Linked DNA regions of Mus musculus: region 2 is linked to region 1. The links are chromatin contacts, called in public HiChIP or PLAC-seq maps. All regions are on one chromosome and are shown on one strand. Each heading gives the region's core, a stretch centred on a gene start, on an enhancer-like site or on the middle of the called end of the contact. The rest is flanking DNA. Distances are from core to core; before and after follow the strand shown.

Region 1 (3,344 bases), core at 91-2,590:
TGAGTGCTGGGATGACAGGTGTGTACTGTCACTCCTGACTTGAACTAACACTCCCACATCTAGAATATAATGCATGTTTTGTTATATTACTACATTGGTAAGAATTTCAAATTGAAATAATACACATATGTTTTAAGAACTTTTCATTTGTAACAATTTATTCTTTAAGCATAAACAAAGTGACTTAAACTTTCAGTGACTGCAATTCCAGTTTTCTTTGATCATACTGATGCTGATATCTAGCAAGTATATATTTTTTAAAACTAGAATCTTATTTTATCGAAATGAAAGAACATTTTCATTACAGCAATAATAGATTTAATACATTCAACACTGATAGTAATAGAAACCCACACCCTGTATCAATTTTAATTATTGAACTAAGGCTAGCCTTCAATGCTGCCCTATTGTCAGGGTGGCATTCATATGCCTTAGCTCATTGTCCCTTCGTGATATTCTTTAACTTTTAAATCCTAAAGATTCCCTTCTCCAATGCTGCTTTAAATGCTGCCCATGGAGGTAGCTCATTTAACTGCCTCTCTCCTCTTTTATTTGCTCTATGTTTATTACGGCATATATGCGGGTGCACATGTACCATGGCATGCATTTGGAGGTCAGGGAACAATTGCAAGGGACACTTCTCTCTCTCTACCATGTGCATTCTGAAGGTTCTGATCTCCAGGCTTGCCAGCAGATAGAACTCGTGCGCGCGCACACCTTTCATTATACACACATAGAAAGAGGGCATTTATATATAAAAGCAACCTATATGTGTTTATCTGAGAAAAGGGCTTCCTGGTTTTTAATTCCTATTTATTCTCTTTTCACTCTTATCAATAAAACAGTAAAGTCAGAGCTTTATAATCTAGCCCTGTTATTCAACAAAACACATCTATGAAAATCTCCCGAGGTCCCCAAGAGCAAGGGGATGTGGAGACCCCAATGGATGTCACTTGCTTCCTGGAGTTGTTAAGAGAGAGAGGTGAAGAAGCCCCCGCCCCCAGGAGCTTGTCAATTCTTCAGATCTGGGTAATTTTCCCAGAGGGCCAAACAGGTTGCTATAGAGATCCTGGGTCCTTGTCAACAGATGGTGAAGTACAATATATTGTGAAATATACTGCCCCACACTGCTTAGGCAGGTGTGGGAGTCACTGCAGGGTCGCAGCAGCAGAAGGCTCCTGGGGGTTACCTGCCCCTGTCCTGTCCCAGGGCTACCACACCTCCTCTCGCCCCATCAGAGCGCTTCGGATAATTGCTTTGGCATGGCCTTCCCAGATCTGGCTTACCTGCAAGGACATAATGATGAGACACGGAATGCTGTGACTCTCCCAGCTCAGAGTGAGAGTCCCCGGGGAGCGGGCTCCGCTGCTTAAAGAGCAGTGCTCCTCCTCCGGTCTCTCCTATTGGTTGCTCTCTGGGCATGGAGGACTAATTGGCCACAGGAGCGGGAGGGAGTGTCTGGGAGGTAACTCAGCCCAGTGTCTCGGAGCTCATTTAATCTCCTCTCTCTTCTTTTACTAAGGCGAACTTGCAGGTGCACGCATGCCTCCGCTGCCTCTCCTCAGTTGAGACTGTGGCTGTTTCCTTCCCTTTTCCTTGCCTCTCCATTCTACCTCTGGGTGTAGCGGTGTTAACTATAGCACTGTATGTGCTGAAGTTCTTCAGAGTTGTTCCTTAACCCAGAGAGAATACACATAACACCTGTCACCTGACCTCAGGGATGGCCGATAGCGTCTCTCGGGAATTCGAGACATGGTGTTGGTTTTGTGCTTACATGACTATACACAAATGTTCTGAACCTTACCAGGCGCCTTTTCTCCTTACTGATCTGATCTATGGAAGGGTGGCACTGCTACCCACTGTTGCCTGGGGTGGCCCGAGTGCTCAAGACACCTCCCATTCATATTGCTGCCCTGGACACAGATGTGGCTATAGACACTCCAATGGCACAGACTCGAAGCCTGTGCTTTGACTTGGTATCTCGTTACTAAAGTCCATTCCCAGTTAAGTGACTTTTAAATGTTGGACTGATTGTAGACATGCAGGAAAGGCCATAATGAAGTGGATATTTTGGACAATTACTATACACTAATTAAAAAACTAAAAATAATCGTTATTAACAGTATGTTTGTAGACTCCACAAAACCACAATAGCATACAATGCTGGGCAAAGCTCAGAATTCCATGCAAGCAAGAAGAATCTAGTGTTCAATTCTTGAACATTTTGTTGACAGACTGTATTGTCAGCTCTAATGCTACGATTTCTGACTCAGACTCTTAAGCTAATGTTATATTGTTGTATCCTTTAAATCCAGCAGTTCAAGAATTAAGACAAAAAGAATACTTTCATAAACCTTCTAAGTTATTAAAATATTTTGAGATATTTATAAAATTAACTATGATCATAAATGGTACATTTATAAACTGTTTATTCACAAACATAACTTATTTACAATGTAAAATAAAAGCTATCATTGAAAAGTAAATTGACCATTTAGTGTATATATAGACTACCAAATGCATAGTAATTTAGGGAACTATGGGAAGCATATATTTGTTAAAAAAAAAAACCTGAACATAAACTGATTAAACATAATCATAAACATAAATTGATGTAAATAAAAATAAAATAAATAAATAAATAATAAAATAAAAATAATAAAATAAAAATAATAAAATAAAAATTAAAAACTGAATTGATGTAAAATAAGAGCTATAATTGAAAAGTAAATTGACCATTTGGTTTGGTGTGTGTGTGTATATATATATATATATATATATATATATATACATACATATACACATATACTACTTAGGAAACTACAGGAAGCATATGTTTGCAGAAAAAAATATGAACATAAACTAAAGTTGTGCTACACAAATGGAAAGAAATTACCTTTGAGATATATTCTTTTGGGTAAAATCCTTGTGGAAAGATTGCTAAATTCTCAAATAGAAAACAAGGCCCAAAATAGTAGCGGCTATATATAATTTGTATTAACTTAATTCTGCCACAGCTGTCACTGGGTCATAGTGGTTCCATTTGTCAGACATGTACCATGTGGCAGGCACTGTGGTAAGCATCTTACACAGAATATTCTTCTAATCCTCAGAATAGGCACTATTTTTATCATTTCATAGTTGGCTAATTAACTTGCCTGAGGTGTAGGGACACTAGTTAGTGGGAAGGCTAGGGTGTCAACATAGCAGCCTGGCGGCAGAGGCTTGTAATGTAAGAGCTGGAACTTTGGTGGGACAACACTCATAGCCATTACCTTTTTACTTCTTTATCTTGCCCCTCTTTCTGCCTTTTTTTATTTTTATTTATTTATTTATTTATTTAT
Region 2 (3,695 bases), core at 224-2,723, 1.1 Mb before region 1:
TCCAGTCCCCAACCATATTTCTTGAGCTAAGGTTTCTCACTGCCAAACAGGTTAAGTTGGAGAGACAGTGAGCCCAAGAGGTCAGTTTGTCTCTGAGGAGGTGATATGAACATATATTTTGTAGGCTTATAGATACAGCCTAAGAAAATCAAATCAGTACTTTATTCTATGATAGACTACTGCAAATCTTTGTCTAAAAAGGAGTGTGCAGAATTAAAATGAGTTAAAATTTTATTTAAGTATGCTGGCTTCTGCCAACCTGTTCACATTCTGTATCCAGGGAAGGCAAAAACTTGCCAGAGTACCGTAAGGTTCTACAGCAGATCCTGTTTGCTAAGAAATCATTATTGCTGTTAGGTTTTATGTGTTTGTTTTTGTTTTTGAGACAGGGTCTCTCTAGGTAGCTGGGCTGTCCTGGAACGCTGTAGGATCCTCCCACTGCTGCCCCCTGAGATTAAAGCCCTGAGACTTTGTTAGCCCTGTGCCACTCACTGTGCCTAACAAAACAGGATACTTTTTTATTGTCATTTCAAATGTTTGTATGCTTTTAATGCTAGCTTCAAAATGTCTACCTGTAAAATGTTCATGTCTGCAATTTGTTTCTGTGCACATGCCTAGCTTGACAGAAATTCCTTTTGGTAGGCATGGGACTCAGAGACTGTCCTCTGGTGGCCACACTGTCACCTGAGCTCAGCTGAGCTGTAAAAGTTGTAAGAAATTGTGGAGGACTGCCAGGCCTTCCCAGAGCATTAGCCTGGGCTCCTGCCCACTCCTAAACAAAGAACAGCTTTCCTGTCTGAGCTCATGGCTGATTCTTTGCTGGCTGGAATTTCTAATACACTTCCCTATGTTGGGATTACATGTGTCATGGACCAAATTTGGCTTTTATTTTTAAACTTAAATTCTGGGGATTGAAGTCAGAGCCCCAGGCTTACGTGTGGACATCTTGCAAACTCACAGATCTCCAAGATCAACCATAGCCAAGGTCGCCTAAGGTGGCTTTCCTACTGACCAACACAGAAGCTGCCTATTCTTGCTTCCATCCTACCTCAATGGCCCCACCTCATTCCTGGGGGCTGGGCTTGACTGTACTGGCCTTGCCAGCCAGTAACCTCACCTGGGCATTTGAGCATGCACAGGGGTGTGCGGGCATAGATACAGACAGAGGAGATTTCGGGAACATCTGTCTAAAGGAGGTTATTGTTTTGTTTTGTTTCCTGGTGCGGGGGGGGGGGGGGGGAGGGGGGGAAGCAGAGTGTGAAGAACGTGGGCAGACAGGGAAAGTACGAGCAGGCTCTCAGAGATGGTTAGTTCTTGTTCCCAGAAAACACTGAGAGGAGGAACTGTGGGAAGCTGTGGGGGCAGGTGTCTAGGCATATCCAGTAGGGGAAAGGCGAAGATGCAGGAGTCCTGTAAAGACCCAAGCTGGCATCTGGTTAATAGACTTCCAGCCTGGCCCCACTCATTTTAGTTCTTTGTGTGGAGGAACTACTGACATCTCTTAGACATTTGTCATCCAGTTACAGTGGAACCAAGGACCACACATGCCTAGGGAAGTGCTTCACCCCTCACTGCACCCCCAGTCCTTAGCTTAGATATCCTTATCTAAGAATTTGGGCCAATCTTCACTGAACTCTTTGGTAACAGTATAGTAAGAGATTGAAACATCATCCATGGAGCCTATGCCTTCCTTTATTATATAACATGATGGTACCCAGCAAACTGGAAGGTTGCTGAAAACAAACATTTCACCTCAGATGGGCGATAGGAACTCTGATGCTGTCTTCTATTTCAGCTTAGAGTGTGAACTCGCCCAGATCATCTCTCACTCTGAATTTATCATCAAGTCCACTTCCTGTTATTGTTACTTCAACACTGGAGAGCAACATTTACTTTCCAGAAGTTTTCATTTAACCTTAATAAAGACTAAACCCACACAGATCTACTCTTTAAAAAAAATAAACATTTTAGACATTCATCTGAACACAAATCTGCTTGGTTAAAGAACATTACCTAATAATTTCATAATATTAGCATCTATCTAATTATATCCTTTGGCCACTCCAGGCATGATCACCGGCTTTTGAAATTCAGATGGTGAACTTGGACTGACCCTGTAGCCCCCATGGGACCCAAGTGGCCTGCAGCCTGATTTTGCTGTGCACAGCAGAGAGAGGGTAATTTGACATCCTGCTCTTTTGTTTGGGGTCTGTGGGCTCTGGACAGCACTTACGTCTCATCTGTGAATGCTATTCCAAAGTACTCCTTCTCCTTCAGGTTGAAATGAGAGGCCACGAGGTCAAGAAGCTCCTTGGCCAAAAGCTTGGGCTGGAAGAAGAACACAGAAGGGAAGATTAACTCACGAGAGACTTTTGCTAAGTCACGTCATCATCTTGGGTCTCTAGCATGTTCTCAGTGAAATGCCTGAGAACTCAGGCACACTGCAGAAACACAAATGACTTTTGTAAAATCCAAAGAGAGGCTTGGATGTGGTTCAGTTGGAAGGAAGGTTCTTGCCTGGCACGCACAAAGCCCTGTGTTTAATCATCCAAGCAGCATAAAACTGGTTGTCATGGTGCATGAGTACTTCATGGGGTTCCACGAGAAATAGAGGCAGGAGGAGCAGGAGTTCATGATTATCTTCTGCTGCATAGCAAGTTTGAGGCTATCCTGGGCTACATGAGGTACACAGAGAGATGAAGCCAAGAGTGAGGGAGGAAGAGAGAGAATAGAGAAGGAGAAAGACCAAAAGAAACAGACCATTAGGATGCTGCTGTATAAAACAGCCAAGTGGGAAGTCTTGGCAGCAACTGGAGGCTCAGTAAGATTGGTTCTGTCAACAAATGACATTTTTGCTCTTTAGTGGGTCTGTCCAGCCTGGTGTCTTTCCTTCCCTACCTTATACTGCTCTGACAGGAAGAGTTCTTGGTCTATTTAGCAAACACAGGCAGACCCCTTCCTATTCTTGGAATAAGGTTACTTTCTGATCTACCCAGTGTAATTGGAAAATGTTAAGCCCAAATTTATTGAATATGAATACCAGAGTTTAGCAACACATGGCTACAGGTATGAGCTCAAGGGTACCCTGAATGCAGCCCATGACAAAATGGCAAACTTACTTAAGATCATGAGCTACATTGAAAGGTTAAACACACCCTCCCCAGTGTGGCTGCTTCTGCCTGGTGATCACATTGGGCTCTGGCTCTTGGCATCCTTAGAGATTGTAGCACACAGCCTGACCCAGAGAAACCATCCAGATACAAAATTCAAAGCACGATTTTTACTGAACAAAGACTGCATTTGTACTATTGTCAAGTCTAACATCCCTACACTGACCTGCCTGATGGGTCAGGAGCTGTCCTCGCTGTGTGGTAGGCACTGTGCTAAGCACTTTTTACACATTGTTTAACCTCATAATCCTGTGAGATTGTCCATTGTGCAGGGCAGACACAGGCCCAGGGATCAGGCAGTTGTTTCTGCCTCCTCTTCTATCAGTGAGCAGCAGCTCAGAAGTGAAAACCACTTAGAACCCCATGGGGTTGAAGTGACAGTAACACTTCCTTCCCTGGAAATGAGAGACCAATGGGAAACCCTCTTACACACGTTCGGGACCGGCCAGGAAAGACGCAACAAACCGGAATCTTCTGCGGCAAAGCTTTATTGCTTACATCTTCAGGAGCCAGAGAGCAAGAGAG

Evidence for each region. HiChIP or PLAC-seq counts read pairs in DNA pulled down with a chosen protein or histone mark.
Region 2: an H3K4me3 HiChIP or PLAC-seq map of stem cell-derived neural progenitor cells shows a contact between it and region 1, with 4 times the contacts expected there. The contact joins the enhancer-like site here to the promoter of Acbd7 in region 1. A contact is called at or near these places in 3 of 39 promoter capture datasets (embryonic stem cells, hippocampal neurons and pre-B cells), 7 of 484 Hi-C or Micro-C datasets (the G1E-ER4 cell line, Th1 cells, cerebellar granule neurons and 4 more), 5 of 115 datasets of contacts at active chromatin or transcription factors (the 230-238 cell line, embryonic stem cells, epiblast stem cells and 2 more) and 1 of 9 other capture datasets (embryonic stem cells).

Annotation. Positions count from the first base shown.
Region 1 is chr2:3,334,164-3,337,507 of GRCm38.p6, reverse strand. It overlaps Acbd7 (acyl-Coenzyme A binding domain containing 7), which reads right to left and starts at 1,340. Exons shown (of 4, transcript NM_030063.2): 1 at 1,287-1,340. The coding sequence starts at 1,298.
Region 2 is chr2:4,471,754-4,475,448 of GRCm38.p6, reverse strand. It overlaps Frmd4a (FERM domain containing 4A), which reads right to left. Exons shown (of 23, transcript NM_172475.3): 3 at 2,234-2,328. Gm39751 (a long non-coding RNA gene) reads left to right here. Exons shown (of 5, transcript XR_865941.3): 5 at 2,068-3,695. Among named protein-coding and RNA genes, the nearest start is that of Gm39751, 40 kb to the left of the region's middle. Within about 2 kb of position 1,473, at least 35 of the 459 cell types and tissues checked have an H3K27ac peak or open chromatin away from gene starts, as enhancers often do. A contact at or near this core is called in stem cell-derived neural progenitor cells, where this site is marked.